Regions from separate parts of the Rattus norvegicus genome. Here region 1 is linked to region 2. The links are chromatin contacts, called in public Hi-C maps. All regions are on one chromosome and are shown on one strand. The core of a region is the stretch at or near the end of the contact, and the rest is flanking DNA. Distances in the headings are between cores, read along the strand shown.

What was found. A called contact is a pair of places that touch in the nucleus more often than the background predicts.
Region 1: a Hi-C map of hepatocytes shows a contact between it and region 2, with 2.0 times the contacts expected there. The contact joins the promoter of Rimbp3 here to the enhancer-like site in region 2. A contact is called at or near these places in 6 of 12 Hi-C or Micro-C datasets (the A7r5 cell line, frontal cortex, hepatocytes and 3 more).

What each region holds. Positions count from the first base shown.
Region 1 is chr11:97,290,732-97,295,875 of GRCr8, reverse strand. It overlaps Rimbp3 (RIMS binding protein 3), which reads left to right and starts at 2,260. Exons shown (of 1, transcript NM_001408780.1): 1 at 2,260-5,144. The coding sequence starts at 2,569. It also overlaps a transcript of Hic2 not described here.
Region 2 is chr11:97,250,639-97,256,262 of GRCr8, reverse strand. The region is part of intron 1 of Hic2 (HIC ZBTB transcriptional repressor 2); the gene reads left to right. Among named protein-coding and RNA genes, the nearest start is that of Hic2, 18 kb to the left of the region's middle. Within about 2 kb of position 3,447, at least 8 of the 93 cell types and tissues checked have an H3K27ac peak or open chromatin away from gene starts, as enhancers often do. A contact at or near this core is called in hepatocytes, where this site is marked.

The DNA of each region.
Region 1 (5,144 bases), core at 1,011-3,510, 41 kb before region 2:
AGGGCATCAGATCTTATTACAGTTGGTTGTGAGCCACCATGTGGTTGCTGGGACTTGAACTCAGGACCTCGGGAAGAGCAGTCAGTGCTCTTAACCACTGAGCCATCTCTCCAGCCCCCCAATCTACTTTTATACCGTTTTAATTACATGCAAGTAATAAGGTCAGTTTTAGGTTGAGAAACAAGTAAGACAATAAACACAAATAGTCAAAGAACGAGCAAAGCAATAAACAAAGTCATGTGATCAGTTTCTAAGGGATTATCAGAATGACAAAGATATCTGAGCCTACTTCCCTGTCCTAGCGCAAAGTCATATTCTTGCCTGACGCCTACTTCTTCTGACCCAATGTCAATTCCTGCCTGAACTTGCTGCTTCTTCTTTTTTTTTTTTAAATTTTTCTCTCTTTTTTTGAATTTTTTTATTATGTATACATCATACAGCTTTCTGCCTGAATGTACGCCTGCAGCCCAGAAGAGGGCAACGGATCTCAATACGGATGGTTGTGAGCCACCATGTGGTTGCTGGGAATTGAACTCAGGACCTCTGGAAGAGCAGACAGTGCTCTTAACCTCTGAGCCATCTCTCCAGCCCCTGAAATTGCTTCTTTGTTCTAGTCTAAAATCAGATTTCTGCCTGAGCTTACTTCCTTGTCATGGCACAATATCAAATTTCTGCCAAGTGGCCCCAAAAGCTCTCCATAGGATCCCTTGGTAGACATTAGTTCTAGGCCGCCCAGAGCTACAGACTGTGCTACATATTTCTTTTAAAAAAATGTTTTTGGGGAGCTGGAGAGATGGCTCAGGGGTTATGGGTGCTTTACTGATCTTGCAGAGAATATGGGTTTGGTTCCTGGCACCCACATAGCCACTAAAAACCAGCTGTGGCTCCAATTCCAGGATACTCTCTTCTGACCTCAAAGATCACCAGACATACATGCAGTGCACATAAACTCAGGTAGGCACAAACACATAAATGAACAAAATAACAAAACTTAAATTTTTTGTTTTTTGGCTTTTGTTGTTGTTGTTGTTGTTGTTGTTGCTTTTCAAGACAGGTTTTTGTAAGTAGTCTTTGTTAGGACCAATGTTGGGGTTTAAATCTCAGCTCGTGCGGGATAAAGCTCACCAAGCTAACACGGTTCCATGCGAAGGGGTTTAATGAGAGGAGAGGAGAGGAGAGGAGAGGAGAGGAGAGGAGAGGAGAGGAGAGGAGAGGAGAGGAGAGGAGAGGAAAGGCTGGCCAGCCATGAGCACGTGGAGGGAAGGTGGGGGATGAGGAGAGAACGGACAGGGACAAAGAGGGCAAGAGAAGAGGAAGAAGGAGGGCAAGAGAGAGTAAGAGGGAGAGGAGGGGACAAGCAGCCCCCCTTTATAGTCAGGCACAGCTGGCTGTTGCCAGGTAACTGTGGGGTGGAGCATACCTGACTGTTGCCAGGTAGCTGTGGGGGTGGGGCTTAGACAGAATCCCAACAGTCTTGGCTGTCCTGGGGCTCACTCTGTAGACCAGGCTGGCCTAGAAATCAGAGTTCTGCCTACCTTTTGAATGGTGGGATTAAAGAGATGTACCACCACTGCCCAGCTTAACATCCTAAATTTTTAAAAGGGCTGAGAACTGATATCGAATAACGTACTTGCCTGTCACTTACTATATGCGACCCTGGGCTCAGTCTCTAGTACTAAACACACACAGGGAAAAGGAGAGAGAGACAGAGAGATAGAATATGAATCTCAGCGGTATAAAATTTGCCTAGCATGTTTGAGGTGGGTGCAATCAATCCTCAGTTATTGCCACCTTGCTAATTTAAAAAGGCTCAGATGCAAGACATGTTGATCAACTCCTGCAATCCAGGCACTGGGGAAGCAGAGGCAGGTGGATCTCTGATTTTGATGCCAGCCTGACACACACACACACACACACACACACACACACACACACACACACACGGGAAAAAAAAAAACCCTGTCTTAAACAAACAAAAATGTTTCAGTTGATATAGGAAAAGGCTAAGCATGTTGGGGTCCTTGGAAGAGTAGGCACAGAGGAGTTATAGCCACACTGGGTCAGAGCTCAACCACAAATTTAAGCAGATCTTGTAATAGTTCTCTGTTGCCTAATTTAAAAACTCGACCAGAAACCCTAGTAGGCCAGGTGAGATCTGACCACAATCCATTTTTACCCAGTCCAGGAGCAGCGATCGTCTAGCAACCCTGCTGGGGATCTAATTCTGGAAAGAATTGCACACTGCCAGGGAGAGAGTGGAATGGGTCACAAAAGCCCTAAAGCAGGTATGTGTGAGCTCAGAAATATGTCCAGGGTGTCAGGGGAACTTCCGAGGCTAGTTTGAAAGGGGTCTCAAAAGTCTAGGAAGAGGCAAAAGGCGCTCAGTCTGTGGAGAGGCGGCAGGTTATAAGGGAGATCACCCCCAAGGCGGAAGAGGCGCGCGGAGGGCACCTAGGGGCGCCGGAAGGGGCGCGTGGGGCGGTTGGCAGCGGCCGGGGGCGGAGGCCGTTGGCTAACTGGCCTACCAATACCAAGCTATCTCTGGCTTCTTGCCGGGCTGCGGCCACAATGACAAAGGATTCACCCACCCCCTTGGGTGGTGGCCGCGCGTCGCCCAAGAAGCCAGGCAGCCCCGGCCCAGCGGCCGCAGTGCTGGAGGAGCAGAGGCGAGAGCTAGAAAAACTGCGGGCAGAGCTGGAGGGCGAGCGCGCGCGCGGCCGGTCGGAACGGAGGCGTTTCGCTACCCAGACGCGCCAGCTGCGGGAGGCGGCCGAGCAGGAGCGGCAGCAGCTGGCTGACCATCTGCGCTCCAAGTGGGAGGCACGACGCCTCCGGGAGCTGCGGCAGCTGCAGGAGGAGGTGCAGCGCGAGCGCGAGGCCGAGATCCGGCAGCTGCTGCGCTGGAAGGAGGCAGAGTTGCGGCAGCTGCAGCAGTTGCTACACCAGGAGCGCGATGTTGTATTGCGCCAGGCTCGGGAGCTTCAGCGCCAGCTGGCCCAGGAGCTGGTGAACCGCGGTTACTGCAGCCGCTCGGGGGCATCCGAAGCCTCCGCGGCGCAATGCCGCTGCCGCCTGCAGGAAGTGCTGGCGCTGCTGCGCTGGGAGACCGATGGAGAACAAGCCGCGCGCATCCGCCACCTGCAGGCGGCGCTAGACGTGGAGCGCCAGCTATTCCTTAAATACATCCTAGAGCACTTCCGCTGGCAGCCGGCTTTACCAGGACCCGCGGATCCCCAAACCACGCATTCCTTGGAAGAGCCACCCTTAGAAGCCCAGAGCAATACTGATGGCACCCCAAAGCCTGCTCGTCGACTCGGATCCCTCGAAAGCCTGAACACTGGTGTCCGGGTTCACTCTCCAAACGACCTGCTGCCCACGCGTGCCAGCTCCCTCGAATCCTTGGCAACAGCACATTCCTGCTCACTGGACAACACACTGAATTGCCCCGAGACTTCTGAATCCGAGGTAAGGGCCCCTTCGACCACTGCCTCTATTCCAGACACCTCCAGTCCTCAGCCGCCGCCTCAGCTACCATCAAAACATAGGAAACCTAATGACCTGCAGAAAGAAAGCTCTGAGAACAAGCCCTGCGAAGACTCGACCTCTTCATCTCCAGGTCTGGACTACCACGAACTGGTGAGGCAGAACTCGGAGCTGGCAGAGGCCTTACAGGTGCTAGTTCGCCGCTGCTGTGACCTACGCGAAGAAAACTTGCAGCTGCGGCGCACAGGCTTCTCTGAGGAGGCGGGAGAGAAAGTGAAATGGCTTAAGGTGAAGCACGCAGAGCTGACCGATCTCGCTCAGCGCCTTGAAGATAGGGCCCGCAAGCTGCAGGAGACCAACCTGAGGGCCATGAGTGCTCCAATGCCAGGTGAGAGCCTCGAAGGTCTGGATCTGGGCCAAGTGTTTACCTGCCAGCGTGCTCAGGACCTGTCAGAACAGGCTGGCGCGCTGCAAGCCAAGGACCTGCAGATCGAAGCTTTGAGGCGGGAGTGCCACCTGCTACAGGCGCGTATCGCCGCGGACCTTGGCAGCTCCTCGCATCCTGAAGAGGGCGCCACCTGCGCGCAATGGTGCAACATCAGTGACTTGGACCGGCTTCAGCGTGAGTCTCAGCGGGAAGTGCTGCGCCTACAAAGACAGTTGACTCTACATCAAAGTAAAGCTGGCGCCTGGGCGGACACAGGCAGCCCCAGCGCACCCTCGGAGATAGCTCGGCACCAGGTGCAGGCTCTGGAACGCGAGCTGGGTTTACAGCGGCGGGAATGCGAGGAACTGAGTGTTCAGGCAGCTGCTGCTGAGCGGCGCTACGAGGAGACAGAGGCACAACTGCAAGCCGCGCTGCATAAGGGCGCCAGGCTGTCAGAGGAGAACGCGCGGTTGCAGGCCCTGGCCAACTGGATGAAGAAAATGGCAGATGAGAACAGCAATGTTTCCCGGCAGCAAAGTCACGCGAGGCAGAGGCAGGAACTCGAAGCCACTGGCCTGCTGGCTGAGCAGCTGCTGCAACAAGAGGGATATGCGCAAGACAGGCGGCAGCAGCTGCAGCAGTACCAGAATAAAACCCCAAGTGACCTTAGGATTTCTGGGAAAGAGATGCAGGGGTTGCAGTTTCAGCCTGGCCACCCGTCAGAGTCATCAGAGACCACCCAAGCTTCAGAGTCCCAAGTCAGAGATAGCAGGAGACTGAAGTTCAAGACAAAATCCGAAGAATATATATTGCCACTGCCTACCAGGGACATACAACCTCCTGCTTGTCTCTCCCAGCAGGAGAACCCAGTTGCCCTTGGGGAGCCAGCTGCTGCCTCCCAAGTGTCAGACAGAAACCCATCCAGTCAGTCTCTGGACTCCAAGCTCCAAGCCAAGAAAACCAGTTCACAGTCAAATTCCTCCTCGGAGGTAGAGTCCATGTGGGCGACAGTGCCATCTTGCCTCTCTCTGGACATGGACACTGCGAGTGAAGTGGATGATTTAGAACCAGACAGTATGTCCACTCCCCTAGAAATGAGGAGCCTCGAGGCTCCCATTGTTCCAAAGCTCAAGATCTTCCTGGCTAGATATAGCCACAATCCGTTTGAAGGGCCTAGTGAGCGTTCTCATGACGAGCTGCCCCTCACAGCTGGGGATTATGTCTATGTCTTTGG
Region 2 (5,624 bases), core at 2,198-4,697:
GGCATCAGGCATTCTTGTACCGCACAGACAGACATGCAGCAAAATTCCCATTCCCGTAAGATAATTTTTGCCATTGGTGGCACATGTCTTTCATTCCAGCATTCAGGAGGTAGAAGCAGGCAAAACTCTTGAGTTCAAGGCCACAGAGAAAAGAAACCTTGTCTCCATCCATCCATCCATCCATCCATCCATCCATCCATCCATCCACCCACCCATCCAAGACAAGGCCTCTTATGTAGCCCTGGCTGTACTGGAACTCACTATTTTGACCAGATTGGCCTTAAAACCATAGAGATCTACTTCTCTCTATTGGGATTAAAGGTGCATGTGCCACCATTTACAGGATTTGAAAAAAAAAATACACCATTCCTTTCTGATGGGATTTTTGGACTCTGTTTTGCTGATTCTCATGCAGTGTACCATCTCAAGTTTGTCCCAGTCAGAGGTCACAGTCATGGGTAGTATCTGTTTGGGGTGCTGCTTGTTTTGGGGTCTTTGAGGTAGGCTTTCACTCTGTAGTACAGGCTTACCTCAGATTTGTGCTGATGGCTTCAGACTCTCCGTGCTAGATCTGTAGGCATGTGCCGCCATGTGTAGTCTCACCTTGGCTTTTACCAGTGAGTGACCAGTGAGTGAAGCAACTCTGTCTTTGGAAGACACCTACATAGAAAGGTGTTTTATAGAGTGGAACTTGTCAGGTATTTTATTTTACTTGAGCTCCTACTTGATTTAATACTTCGTTGGCTGCTAGGGTTGGTTTTAGGGAAGTAGGAGTCTTGTCTCCCAGAGCCTTGGGCTACTACGTACGTGGCTGCCTAGTGACTCAGCTGTGACATTCACCTCCCTCTGGGGTTCAGTTATCTCAGTTGAAGGATGTCCTCAGGCAGAGGAGATGGTGTGATAGTCCATCCAGCTGGGTGGCCCGGGCTTCCTGGTGCCCTTTCGACTCCTTGCCTGTGGAATTCCTACTCACACTGTGCTGTCCTGCTGTCCTTTACTTCTTGTTTTAGTGCTGGAGATGGAACTCACAGTTTCTTTCATGCCAGGCATGTCCTGTACCAGTGAACTGCACTCCCTTGCCTGCACAGCCTCTTTTCTTTCTCCTTTTAAAAACATGTGGTTTTTTTTTTTTTTTGTTTGTTTGTTTTTTTTTTTTTTTTTTTTTTTTGGTTCTTTTTTTTTGGAGCTGGGGACCGAACCCAGGGCCTTGCGCTTGCTAGGCAAGCGCTCTACCACTGAGCTCAATCCCCAACCCCTAAAAAAAAACATGTGTTTAACCAGTGGTGGTGCTGGTGACTTTAATCCAACTTCAATCACAGCACTTGGGAATCAGAAGCAGGCGGACGGATGGATCTCTGGGAGTTTGAGGCCAGCTTGGTTAAATGGTTAACATGGTTCTAGGATAGGCAGGTCTACATGGTGAGACCGTGTGTGTTTGTGTGTGTGTGTGTGTGTGTGTATGTGTGTGTGTGTGCGCGCGTGTGTGTTCTCCTTGCCTGTGCAGAAGTGTACACAGTACATCTGTAAGTGAGAGGATAGTTTTTTTTGTTTTTTGTTTTTTTTTTTTTTTTTTTTTTTTGGTTCTTTTTTTTTTGGAGCTGGGGACCGAACCCAGGGCCTTGCGCTTCCTAGGCAAGCGTTCTACCACTGAGCTAAATCCCCAGCCCCGAGAGGATAGTTTTTGTAGCAGTCATTGTTGTACTATCACTTGGGCCCTGCCTATAAAACTCAGTTGGTCAAGCATGACTGCATGTGCTGAGCCATTTCCCCAGCCTGAGCCTCTTCTCTAAACAGAGCACATGGCCCAGGAACACCCCGTATCTTTAGTTACAGTCACAGACGAGGATGCCCATGGTATCGGTGCTGGGCTTCAGCTTGTAGGCCCACACAGTCACCAGCTTTTGGACTTGCTGACTTGGGAAATGTGTCGTCTTCCTTTGGAGGCTTTGTCTTCCATCTGCCGCAGGTCCCTGAGTATTTGTTATGAGCGCAGGTCCCTGAGTACTTGTTATGAGCGCAGGTCCCTGGGCTTCCTAAGAAGTGGGAAGCTCATGCTCTAGCCAGGCCATCTCATACCGAAGCGTGCTACATCTCCAGGGACCACATCACCCAGGAACTCTTGGGTGGGTGGTTAAAGGTGCTTGTCGGTAAGCCTAACGTCTTGAGTTTGATCCCAGGGAGCCAAGTGTTTGAAGGAGAGAACCAGCTTCCACAAGTTGTCATCTTATATCCATATATATGCTGTGGCCTGCTCATGTGCCCCTCCCTATGAAATGAATGAATGAATCTAAGAAGGATGTAGATTCTCAGTGGCATGTGTATAGTGGGCCTTAGTACCTATGTTCCAAAGACTCACAGCACTGCCGCTGCTGCTCCTCACCATACTCAGGAGCAGGAAGATGGAGGAGAGGCATGGCGAGACGGTGGGTGGCGCTCAACTTGCCCTGTCCTGCCTCCTGCATTCTCACCCCATACAGGGTTGTGCTTTTGAGACAAGGCCTCACTGTAGCCCTGATTGTCCTGGGCCTCCGAGAGACCTCCGTGCCTTTGCTGTTCCTTGTGCTGGCATCAAAGGCATGCACCTGGCCCCTGAAGTCCCACTTTTACATGGTCTAGGGGAAATCTTTTTCCCTTGATTTTGCTTTGTTTGTTAGCTCCTGTTGTATTGCAAGTAATGTTTTTGTTTAAATAATAACTCATTATGAGCTCAAATTATTATTTCATTGCAAGGGGATTCATCTGTCCTCAACTAGAGTGGCTTAGAATTGGAGCTCACCAGGGCAGATGTAGCAGGGAATATCCTCATTCTAGCTCTTGTTGGCTCTCATGACAGGGGATGAACAGGTGGGGCTGTGCTTTTGAGGGCACAGAGTCTGGTGTGATGGTGCTATATTGTGCATCTCTCCAGACCTGCCTTGTGGCATCCCGCCCTCTGTGCTTTCTTATCGTGATGGTTACCTATAGTGATGGTTACCTATAGTGATGGTTACTTGCCTAGGGAGTAGCATGCTTGGGCAGGTGGTCTGGATCCAGGCAGTTCTCAGCTTTGAGTAGACAACAAGAAGTTTTAATAGGGCCCTCAAACATTTCAGGATAGACTAGGAAAAGCTTCATTCATTCTCCTCTATGTGCTATAGAGCTGCTTTTAGAGTTGGAAGAGGAGGAGGAGGAGGAAGAAGAGTCTAGTCTTGGTCTCTGATCACATCACCTATGTTCTTAGTAGAAGCTGAGAATTGCATTTCGTAGAAACTGGCAAGAAGAGGGCTGGGCTCTTGGCATTTGAAGTGCCTATTGCTTTCCAGGATGATGGTTTGGGAGAGAGCCAGGCGTGGCTGGCTAGCATCCAGGTCTGGGCTAAATAATTTGGCTGGGCTTGCCCAGAGCAATGAGCCCCACCCGCTATCAAGTCCAAACCTAAAGGGCAGGAGGTCACCATATCTGGCTAGGAATATTAGAGAAGTAGCAAGCCCTGCCCAGCTCTAATGCTGGCTAGATGGCAGCTCACTTTCCCCTCCTGGTGGAGGTAATAGACCTGTACCCTCACAGTGAGGAGGTTAGAGCATTAGAGCAGGCAGGTGGTGGGGAAGTGGTGTTTTGTTTTGTGATGCTGGGTTTGAACCCAGGGCCTAACATAAGCCCAGCAAGCACCCTACCAGTGAGGTAGATTTCAAGGCCGCCAGAGTGGGAGGGAAAGGAGCCCAGTTTCCCAAACAGCTCTATAGTTAGAGGGCCTTTCTGAGAGAGGAAGGTTAACCACAGCCCCCTCCCAAGTCAGGTTTTAGATCCTCACTGTTACCTATGTATGCTTTTCTGTGGGCAAGTTGCTTAACCCCCAAGGAGCCTTATCTGCAGCTGGAGGTAGAGATAATGGTACTCATAAGCCTGTGGCAGACCTGTTCAGTCACTGCACAGCCCCCCCCCCCCCCCCCCCCCCCCGTCTTACTTGGGCAGAGGCAACTTGTAGGGACTGTGGTAGAAGGCCAGGGTTTCATAGAGGAGTCAGGACAGGTCAGAATTGGATGGAATCTTTTTTTTTTTTTTTTTTTTTTTTTTTTTTTTTGGTTCTTTTTTTGGAGCTGGGGACTGAACCCAGGGCCTTGCGCTTCCTAGGCAAGTGCTCTACCACTGAGCTAAATCCCCAACCCCAGTTGGATGGAATCTTAAGTTTGTGACTGTGTCTGCCATAGTTAGGCCCTGGCCTGGGCATTGGGAATCTTCTAGATCCTCAGTTGCTTGGTCTCTTTCAGAAAGTCCATGTGGGGTGAGCCCAGACGTGGCTCTAGTTGGATGTGCTTAAATCTCTGGGGTATGGAAGGTACCTAGTGGTTGTGACTTGTTCATCAGTGTTCCTGTCTCACCCAGGCCCTCTCACCTGGTCATGGCACTTGGGATGACGGATGTGGTGGAAGAAACTCCTTGGGGTGAGCCAGGCAGGAGCTTTCTCAGTCCACAAGTATGCCTACTTAGCAGTCAGTGGCTGCCAAGGGGAAGGCAGGATGTGAGGGTTTGCCCCCTTTCCTGGCCTTTCCCCTTTTCACCAGGCCTCCTGGCTGGGTGTAAAGCAGAGGAATTCCAGTCCAGGTGCCCTGGGATGCCTCCAGGAGGGTTCATTCCTGCCTGAGGGGATCAGGCATTGAGTAGAAAGGGTGAGGAGTATCATGTGGCTTGAAACCACACCCTGAGTCTGGGCCTCTCTCTGTGGGCCTGGAGTCCTCTTATCCTAGAAGCTGGGCTAGCAGCCTGGTGTGTAAAGGGAGTCACAAGAGGCTCCATAACCAGACCAGTACTGACCGTGAGCCTCTGGAGACCGAAGCATTAGGAAAGGTGGGTGTCTGGGCTGATTTTGGGCGTACTTTTTGGAAGGGGTACAGTGGAGACTTTCTCAGTTTTCTACTTAAGCAAGAATCACTTTTATCTTAAAATCTTTCTCAATTCTTAAGACTGGGCCATAATAATGCTGTCCTGTCCCATTGTAGGGAACAGAGAAGAGAAGCCTTCACTGTCCTTGAGGCTTCCTGGACACTAGCTTTCTCAGCAGGATTCTGGAGTCAGGAGGTGGTGGTACAGACAGTGGGAAGCCGGACCCTGTCTTCTGTCATTTTCATTAGCCACTTGAATGCAGTGTGTTTAGGCAGGGAAGTGGGGTTACTGAATACTGAGATTGTGGGTACGTGGGGGAAGGGAGGGTCTCCCTGAAGAACTGTGTTGTGTTGTGTTGTTGCTTTGACTGTCTCTGGAGAGACACCAGCAGTGGTGCCCAGTGAGAGAGGAGCCAGGAGTGACAAGAGTCTGTGTCGCTGTGTGCCCATTCTGCCCATGCAAGCCCGCACTGACTTATGTTGTTTGCCTTTTGTAGAACTTGATGTGAGTGACTTCGTCAGCCTTGAACACAGAGATCAGGATTTGGCAAGTGCTGTGGCAAAAGGCTAGTTTAGGCTGAGGTGTCTGGCTGCCTAACTTGGGTTTAATGGCTCGCTGGTTCATTTTGCCAGTTTTCTTGACTGTTCGTCTCTGTCCATTGCCCTCGTGGGTGACCAGCTCGTGAGAAACTCGGAGCTCCAGAGCTGGTTCTTTGTTCTGTGTGACCTTTGGGTTGATGAGCCTGCTCTGAAATGGGAGCTGCT